Linked DNA regions of Macaca mulatta: region 1 is linked to region 2. Evidence: chromatin contacts called from public Hi-C data. All regions are on one chromosome and are shown on one strand. Each heading gives the region's core, a stretch centred on a gene start, on an enhancer-like site or on the middle of the called end of the contact. The rest is flanking DNA. Distances are from core to core; before and after follow the strand shown.

Region 1 (4,676 bases), core at 911-3,410, 60 kb before region 2:
AACCAAGGAGGAAACAAGGGCCCAAGACATGGGACTTGGCCTAAACTGGGTGCTGTCATATGGCTCCTGAGTCAGTCATTTCAGTGGTCTGCACTTCATTGCTGTCTACAGAATAAGAGGTACCAAGATTTATGCATATACCCACTTCACGAGCATCTACTGGGTGCAAGTGTCTGTGCGGGTCCCACGAGGAATTCGAGGCCGTGAGAAGGTAATCCCCCATTCTAGATAAGAAACTGGCAAGAGCAAAGCAACAGTCAACAACACCCAGTACAACTGGGAGGCAGTAAATTTGGGGGACCAGGTGTCTGACTGACCCAGGAATGAGGGGTATCTCAGGATATGGGACTTCCAGGGTTGAAGCCAACAAAGTTCCTAGCAAATGGGGATAACTGCTCACTCTACAGTAAGTAGAACAGTGTCTCTGGAAGGACAGCTCAGTGTGATAAATTAGTAAAATCAAGGTGAAAGTGGGTTTAGAAAAGCCTACACATCCCTAGTCTAATAATACCTCATCATTCTTTGAGATGAACTGCAGGTGCCTCCTTACCCAGGAATTCCTTCCTGAGCTCCCTGGAACGAATGAAATCCCTTCCTCTGTGCTTCCACAAGCCTTCAGGCATCTCATCAAATTGTTTTTACCAAAATGGATTATAATGATAGCTTTATAGAGCTGCCTTCAAACAAGAGTGTGCACTCTCTGAGGGTAAGAATGGTGTGCTTTGCACACTTAGATTATTTAACTTCAACGTGAAATCACATCAGTTATCCTGTCTTGTCTAATCCATACCAAGGTAAGAAGTCGTTACAAGCCACTATGTTTTTATAGAGTGAAGAAGTTGAAATTTTCTAACACTCAGAACTTAATTTCCAGGATTTAGATTTCATAAAACACATGCAAAAAATTGGGGTTTCTAATTGGGACAATACGCTTTTTAAAAGACCAGGGACTTAGTATTTTGTTCATGAGCTGAACAACGTGATTGTTGTGTGCTGCTAAGAGTGAAACTGAGTATCATGGAAAAAAAGGCTTTTCCTGGAATTTCTGAGTAACATAGCAAGTTGCATTATTTAGAACTAATACTTTGACCTCTATTAACTAACAAGGGTTGCAATTCAATTAGTGGTTTTGTAGCAAGTCTTATAAATTGTGGGAACTCTGTCAGAGATATGAAAGAAACAGAACTAAGAATTTCAGATGGGAATATTGTGAAATCCACTGTCTACAAGCTGGATTCTAGGGTGTATGAACTTTAGAATGCAATTTTTTTTGTTTTTAGTGATAATGAGAATTCTCCCCCAAAACAACAAAAAACAAACAAACTTTTGACTGGTAATTTTAAAGTAAAAACTTAAATTCGAAATTCAGGAATATAGAACAGATTAAATGTACCAACAAGTCGAAAGGTTTTATAATATACTCATCATGTACATCAGCAGTGGCCAATATTCTGGCTTTCTTGGGCCACACTGGAAGAAGAATTGTCTTGGCCACACATAAAACACACTAACACAACTGCTGATGAGCCAAAAAAAAAAAAAAATCGCAAAAGAAAATCTCACAATGTTTTAACAAAGTTTATGAATTTGTGTTGGGCCACATTCAAAGCTTCCCCAGGCCACATGCAGCCTGTGGCCCACTGGTTAGAGCAGCTTGATTTACATAACAAACTGACACTGAAAGAAAACACATTGAAATCGAAAATGCTGAAGGGGTGAGCACAGACCCTTAAATCACAGCTGCACAGAATGTGGCCCTGGGGAACATCTGACCCCTATTCACGACAGTGAGGATGCTACGGCACAGTGAGGCTGAGGAGCTTACGACCATTGCTGTAATGACAGCACAGCAGGGTGGAAATCGGAGGGTCCACCCCAGCACTGCTACCTCCAGGCCAGAACCTGGGGGTCAGGCTAGACCCTCTTCCTTCCCTGCAGATTACAACAGGTCTAAGCAACTCTACTGCATGCCCACCCGCCCTCTGTCAGCGTGGTGGCCGGTGCCTCATTCCTAGGCTGCATTACCTTCCACCTGGATGACTGTGGTCTGGCTCACTGCCCACCCATCCTTCACTCTGCTGCCAGAGTCCTTTCCACACTGCAGATGGGCTGTGTCACTGAACCCAGGGTCACTGGCTGCCTGTGGACTTTGAGAGATGTCGAATGTCCCATGCCCAATACGGGACGCCTTTCCCTCTAGCAGGGCTGAGCTATTTGTCATGATCCCCACACCATCATGACTTTGCGAGTTTCCTTGTCTGCTCTCAGGCTGTTTCTCCAGCCATTGTTGTCTCTCTGTGTTTTGGGAACCACAATTCCCAGGTTCCTGACAAATGGCTTCTGTCCAGGTTTGGCAGCGGGCAGTGGTGGTGGGAGGTGACTCAAGGGCTGGGAAAGGGAGTTGCCACAGTATTTCATGGGCATGTGCAGCAGCTGTTGTGTCTCTGTGGCTCCAGCCCTGCTGGGAAGCTCCTCCTTCCCAGGTCCGAGGTCCTGCGGGCGGGCGGCACCAGCTCGCAGCTCCAGCAACACGCCCTCTTGTTTACCACTCCAGCCCCAGGGGCTGGTAGCAACTTCCTGCTATTGCACTGTCTTGTCTTTTGTTTTTCAGCTGTATATAAATAGCCCCTGTATTAGATTCTTTGTTTGAAATACCTGGAGACACTTCTCTAGCGTTTCCCACACTGACCTGTCATTCTGCTTTCCTCGTCTGGCTTCTACACTAACCTCTCCGAGGAGCATGAAAAGTTCTCTAAATGCAGAAGCCGTGTCTTATTTCACTGTGTTCTCAGCATGTGTCTGTTGAATGACTGAAGGGGCTGCTGGCTTTGCACGTCTCAGGTCTGACACCCCAACATCTGGGCCAGATGGTTCTTTGTTGTGGAAGCTGACCTGTGTTTTGTAGGAGGTCTAGCAGCAACCGTGGCCACTGATGCTATTAGGAAGAAGAATTGTAATAAAAAGAGAAGAGTGCTGAAAACCGTGAATGTGCCACCAATTCGTTTCAGAATAGTTTTTCTGAAACTACTGGAAAGCAATTTTAAGAGATTCAATCTTGCTATGTTGCCTGGGGTGGCCTCAAATTCTTAGACTCAAGTGATCCTCTCACCTCATCCTCCAAGTAGCTGGGATAACAGGTACATACGATGGCCAGTTAAAACCACTGAAATTTATCATTTCCTTTTCTTTCCTTTTTTTTCTTTTTCTTGTTTTTTGGTTTTGTTTTGAGACAGAGTCTTGCTCTGTCATCCAGGCTGGAGTACAGTGGCGTAACTTCAGCACACTGCAACCTCGCCCCCAGGCTGAAGTGATCCTCCCCTCAGCCTCCCAGGTAGCTGAGATTGCAGGCATGTGCCACTACACCCCACTAATTTTTGTACCTTTAGTAGAGACGGGGTTTCACCATGTTGGCCAGGTTGGTCTCAAACTCCTGATCTCAAATGGTCCTCCCACCTTGGCCTCCCAAAGTGTTAGGATTACAGGCATGAGCCACCGTGCCCGGCCATAATTTACAACATTTGTAAAGAGAAAGCATCCAAGGTTCTAATTTCAGAGATGAAGTTATTCCCCAGGCCTAATGCCAGACACTGTCCTTCCTCTTCCCAGCCCCAATATACACACCTTAGTAAAGGAAAGAAGCCCCCTTACCCTTGGATCTGGTACCCTCAGGATCTCTGTGTGTAAGGAGTAGGTAAGATGCTTCAAAAGAAAATCTGTAGCTCTGGCGTCACTTAAGTATTCGATCATTGAAGTTCAATGTTCAATTGAAAGTATATGGAGAAATGTAACTGGAATAAGCATATCTTTGGGAAAGGTGTCAATTTCATAAAAGCGTGTGATTGTCTTGGCTTGCCTTATGGGGGTTACTGGGCTAAACTACATTCCTGTGGGTGAGAATGGTGTTTCCCCAGTAGGGATGTATGTTTGCTTTGTCAATCCTCTGGGGTGATGGGGTGTAGAAAACGAGGATTTGCAAAGGCAGGTCTTAGACTACAAAGGCAAATCTTCCTTCTGTGTCTAAAGCTGCAGGTCGGGCTGGTGTAGTGAGAGATGAAAGGGCAGGTAGGTCTGAGCCTGTGCGAAAGATGCTGGCATCCTCCACAATGCCCCTCCCTGTGTCCCCAACCTCTGCACCGTGACAGCCTCTGAGTTCCTCTTCCTCCAATCTCACGGCAACTTTGGAAGGCTCCAGGGGAGCTGTTGCCGGCCACAGCCCTCAGCCCTGAAGACGGCCCTGCGTCTTGCCTTCCTGCAGCCATGGCCTGTCCAGCACCTTTCTGGTGGTAAACAAGATTGCAGCAGTAACCACCGAGTTCCCGGTTAGGACTACCTCATGCCTGCAACCCATGCCAAAACTGATGTCACCCCGAGACTGCACCTCCCCCACGTGTACCATTCAGAGCAGTGAAAGTTTTCCAGATGGATGGCCCCAGTCCTGAAGGCGTCGTGAAGGTCACTGGAGCAAATACAGTGTCTCTGCTTGGCAGAGGCAGACCGGCCCGAATCTGGAGCTGCGTGTCTCTGGGTTCCCAGGCTCACACACCCAACAGTGCAGTCAGCACAGAATACCCCGAAAGGGAATGATGCAGCTTTTATATCCACGGCTTAATCAGACATACTTAATAACTGTGTGTAACAGCACATACGTGTGTTGTATTTCATTTTTGCTGCATTTA
Region 2 (4,662 bases), core at 1,755-4,254:
TTTTTTTTTTAAACTTTATCTTTTTAGAGACAGAGTCTCTCGTTCTGTCACCCAGGCTGGAGTGCAGTGGCAAAATCATAGCTCGCTGCAGTCTCAACCTCCCAGGCTCAACAGATCCTCTCACCCCAGCCTCCTGAGTACTTGGGACCATCACAACCAGCTGATTTCTTGTTTTTATTCTTTAGAGATGGGGTCTTGCTATGCTGCCCAAGCTGATCTCAAACTACTGGGCTCAAGCAATCCTCCTACCTCGGCCTCCCAAAATGCTGGGGATTACAGGCATGAGCCACTGTGCCCAGCCAGGTCATTTTTATGCCACTTTCTTCAGGGTTTCCTGTGCCTAAGAGGGAAAGTAGGCTGATAGCATGGATGAGCTGACAGCCCAGGCACTCGCCCCAGGCTTTCTGAGACATCCAGCATTAAGTTTTCTCCATGCACTGTCCTACAAGTATAGAATGTGTGTCCTCCACTGGTGTACATTGCAGACTAAATAAAACATGTCAAATAACAATCTCCTTTCCAACGCTAAACTCCAGGCATATCTGAGTTCAAGAGGTCACCCAGCAGGGAAGCTTCACTGTCTGGTGAGAAGAGGGCCTCCACTGCTGGGCAGTGGCAAGAAGGCATGCCCGTTACCTCCTCTGAGCCTCCCTTTTCTCATCTGTCAAATGGGGACAGTAGTAGATCCTTCATTACAGGGATGTGTGGAGGATTTTAAATGAGTACTGATGCACGTTAAACCCTCGGAACAGTGCTTGGCACACACCCAGAGTTTGGTAAACGCTACCTGATGTCAATATTGACGTTATTTAAGAACTGTGTAGAGGATACGACTTCTATAAGAAAATAATCAGGCAGAAGCAGTGGCAGAAGGGAGGGTCCTGAAATCCAGAGTCCTCCTGCAGAAATGCAGCTGCTGCTCCTCGCCTCTGACACTTGCAGAGATTCGGAGAGAAAGCCGTCTGCAAGGTGACAGAGGGCGGACTGGAAGGAACACAAGGAATCCAGGGATACTGATGGAGCATGCAAAACCGCAGCAGAAGGCACCGAGGCAAGGTGTGCCCTGCGGGCGGGGCAGGCTGTGGGTTGGCAGAGTGCCCGCGAGGGAGAAGTAGGGCAAAGGGAAGAAAGCACCTGTGGGAGAAACACGGGGAAACAAGGAAGAAACCGGCACATGCACAGGAGCACAAATAAGGAAGGAGATGGGAGAACTGGGTGGAGGCAGATGGCAAACGTGGGGGCCAAGGGAGGTAGATGAGAATTAGGATACGGGATACGAAGACAAGGCCGCACGAAACTCTAAAGGATGAGGCCGGGCGCGGTGGCTCAAGCCTGTAATCCCAGCACTTTGGGAGGCCGAGGCGGGCGGATCACAAGGTCAGGAGATCGAGACCACAGTGAAACCCCGTCTCTACTAAAAATACAAAAAATTAGCCGGGCGCGGTGGCGGGCGCCTGTAGTCCTAGCTACTCAGGAGGCTGAGGCAGGAGAATGGCGTGAACCCAGGAGGCGGAGCTTGCAGTGAGCCGAGATCGCGCCACTGCACTCCAGCCTGGGCAACAGCGTGAGACTCCGTCTCAAAAAAAAAAAAAAAAAAAAGAAACTCTAAAGGATGGGAGGAGGGCAGAGAACAGGGAGGGTGCATGACTTAACAGGCACCCCGATAATAATGCAGTGAGGAAGTTTGCAAGATGGGGGAGAGGGGCATTAGGAAAAAAAGAAGAATTTACTGGGAAAGGTGGAAAAAGAAAAGGAGTGAGATTTCTGCGCCTGTTAGCAAGGGGAATAAAGGAGAGCAAATCGCTGGCAGACCAGGAAGGGTTCACAGGGAAGAAAACACGAGGCGGCAAAAAACTAAGGGGGGTACAGAGAAAACCCTGGCGGGGGAAGGTGCATAACATAAGGCTATGGGAAGCCATGGGAACAAGGGCTGAATAAATTCACAGTATTATTCTATCTATTCCTATGCAATGCTGGGAAGCAAATGACCTACCGGGTTTTGTTTGCTGGCTTTGGTTTGGTTTTCCTGCACTTGGAGGGAGGGGAAATTTGCTCAAGCTCTGTAACCTTGCAGTCAGATGGGTGGCCCAGCCCAAGTCACCCGAGCTCCCCCTGACGCTGGCAGCAGCGCCGGCTTCTACCTGCCTGGGGCTGGAGTACCAATTCCCCACCTCCAGCACAGAACGGGACCAAACCAATTCCGCCAATGCACTCCCTGCAGTCCACAGACGACGGGCACCAGGTCCCAAAATCTTTTCCCTGGAATGAGACTCCGCTGGTACCAAGAGAAACTTGCTTTCTAAACTAAGCTCTCCAACCGCTTCGCTCCGGGTTCCCGGAGGCACCAGCCACGCCAGCCGAAGGAGCAGAGTGTTACAGGGCTCCGCCGCGCCAGGCTCCCCAGACTCTGCCACCCCCACGGCCGCCCCCGCAGGCCAGGCCCCGCGAGCTGGGAGCGCGGGGTGAAGTTACAAGGCGACCTCCCTGCAGGTGTCCGGCTGGAAACGGCCTTTTGCAAGAACAGCACGTGCACGTCCTCCCAAAGGCGATGGTGCCGGGCGGCCCAGAGGGCGCAGAGCCACCGCCGGGCAGGGAGCGGGCGCACGGACCTAACAGGTGAGCACCCGGCAGCCTCTACCAGCGGCGGAAGCAGAGGCGAAGGAGCTGGGAGCTGGACATCCCGAAGTCCCGAGGCAGTCCACTGGGTGGGACTCAAGTCCTCCCGGGATTCTACCTAACAGCCCGTGCCCGCGCCTGCCCGGCAGAGCCGCGCGCCCGATGCCGTCTTACCTCCAGCGGCGCCGCTTGGCAGAGCCTCAAAAGTCAGCGTGTCCAACACGTCCCTGCCCTCAGAGCCACCTCCGGTGCCGGCGGAGCCCCGGGGTCGCCACGCTCTCGGAGGAGCCTGGGCTCCAGTGCGCGCCCTCGGAGCTAGCGGCGGGCACGGCGGCCGCGGGAGAAAGCGCAACGCAGACTCTCCCGCGCCACGGCGGCACACTCCGCCAAGCCACGCCCCAGCCCCGCTCCCCACCAGGCCACGCCCCAGACCCCGCTCCCCACCAGGCCACGCCCCAGACCCCGCTCCCCACCAGGCCACGCCCCAGCCCCCGCTCCCCACCAGGCCACGCCCCCAGCCCAGCTCCCCACCAGGCCACGCCCCCACCCAGGTTCCCTCCCCAGGCCACGCCCCCAGCCCGGCACTTCCCCCGCCCCCATATCAAGCCACGCCCCCGGTCTAGCTCACTCCCTCGGGCCAAACCCTCGGCCCAACCACGCCCTCGACCACGCCCCCACACTACCAACCACAGCCGGGGGCCCCCCACCCATCAAAAACAGTTCCCCGGCCAGGCATGGTGGCTCACGCCTATAATCCCAGCACTTCTGGAGGCCGAGGCGGGCGGATCACCTGAGGTCAGCAATTTGAGAACAGCTTGGCCAACATGGTGAAACCCCGTCTGTACTAAAAATACAAAAATTAACCGGGCATGGTGACAGGCGCCTGTGATCCCAGCTACTCAGGAGGCTGAGGCAGGAGAATTGCTTGAACCCGAGAGGCGGAGGTTGCGGTGAGCCGAGATCGCGCCACTGCACTCCAGCCTGGACGACAGAGCGAGACCCCGATTTAAAAAAAAGAAACAAACAAAAACAGTTCCCTCAGCCACCAGCCAGCCCCCACCCCCCAGGGCGGGAGGAGGAGTCTCATCTCCCGGGCAACCGTGCCCCACTGCCCACTGCCTCACCTCTGCCTGGGCCAGAAGTTCACTCCTTGTGAAAGGAAAACGCAGGGTAAGGATTTTTAAGTCTACACGTTTCCCAGGGCCTAGGGCAAGTCTTGAGTAGACTGTTTCAGTAAACCGACTCAAAGGCCTGTCACCTTTCTTGTGAGGCTCAAGGCCTAATCATTAATTGACATGAAAACCACAGAAGAGACGCAAACCCTTCTGTGCTGGGATCTGTGCCCCAGTGCTCCATGTTCCCTGATAGGCAGCTAATGGAATTCATCAAATAAATACATGCTTTCTACAAATGTAGTTTTTTAGAAGATTCATTTAGTGGCTAGCACTATTATCTATAAATGTCTATTTTCTTTTATAATCAAAGAACAATACCCACAATCTGTAAACTAAAAAACATTAAAAAATTATATTGCCCAATGAAAAGTGAAAATTGATTTTATGTATGCTTTTTAAATTATTGAGAAAACTCTGTATGATACTGTAATGGTGGCTTCATGTCATTATGCATTTGTCAAAACTCAGAATTTACAGCATGTGGTGTGAGCCTCCTGTAAGCCATGGGGTTAGTTCATCTTAATGTACTAACACGGGCCCATCAATCATAACAAATGTGCCACTCGAATGTAAGATGTCAGTACAAGCAGTTGTGCTTGGAGGGAGGGGCGTGAGGGAGTGCATCAGAACTCCGTGTACTTTCCATTCCTGCTTTCTAAACCTCAAACTGCTCTAAAAATAGTCTATTAATTAAAACACACACCAAGATTAATGGTAATTATCTGTGGGTGGTAGAAATACGGGCAAATTTTATTTAATTCTTTGAATTATTATTGAAATTACTCAAAGTTTTAACAACGACTGTGTATTTTTAAAGCTGAAAAAACATAAAAACCAAACCTTGGAAAATTTTAGAAACACAGTATGAGAG

Evidence for each region. A called contact is a pair of places that touch in the nucleus more often than the background predicts.
Region 1: a Hi-C map of liver shows a contact between it and region 2, with 5 times the contacts expected there. The contact joins the enhancer-like site here to the promoter of SPATA13 in region 2. A contact is called at or near these places in 4 of 14 Hi-C or Micro-C datasets (fetal cortex germinal zone, fetal cortical plate, fibroblasts and 1 more).

What each region holds. Positions count from the first base shown.
Region 1 is chr17:4,801,560-4,806,235 of T2T-MMU8v2.0, reverse strand. The region is part of intron 1 of SPATA13 (spermatogenesis associated 13); the gene reads right to left. Among named protein-coding and RNA genes, the nearest start is that of SPATA13, 59 kb to the right of the region's middle. Within about 2 kb of position 2,160, at least 5 of the 40 cell types and tissues checked have an H3K27ac peak or open chromatin away from gene starts, as enhancers often do. A contact at or near this core is called in liver, where this site is marked.
Region 2 is chr17:4,742,768-4,747,429 of T2T-MMU8v2.0, reverse strand. It overlaps SPATA13 (spermatogenesis associated 13), which reads right to left and starts at 3,004. Exons shown (of 13, transcript XM_028837286.2): 1 at 2,791-3,004.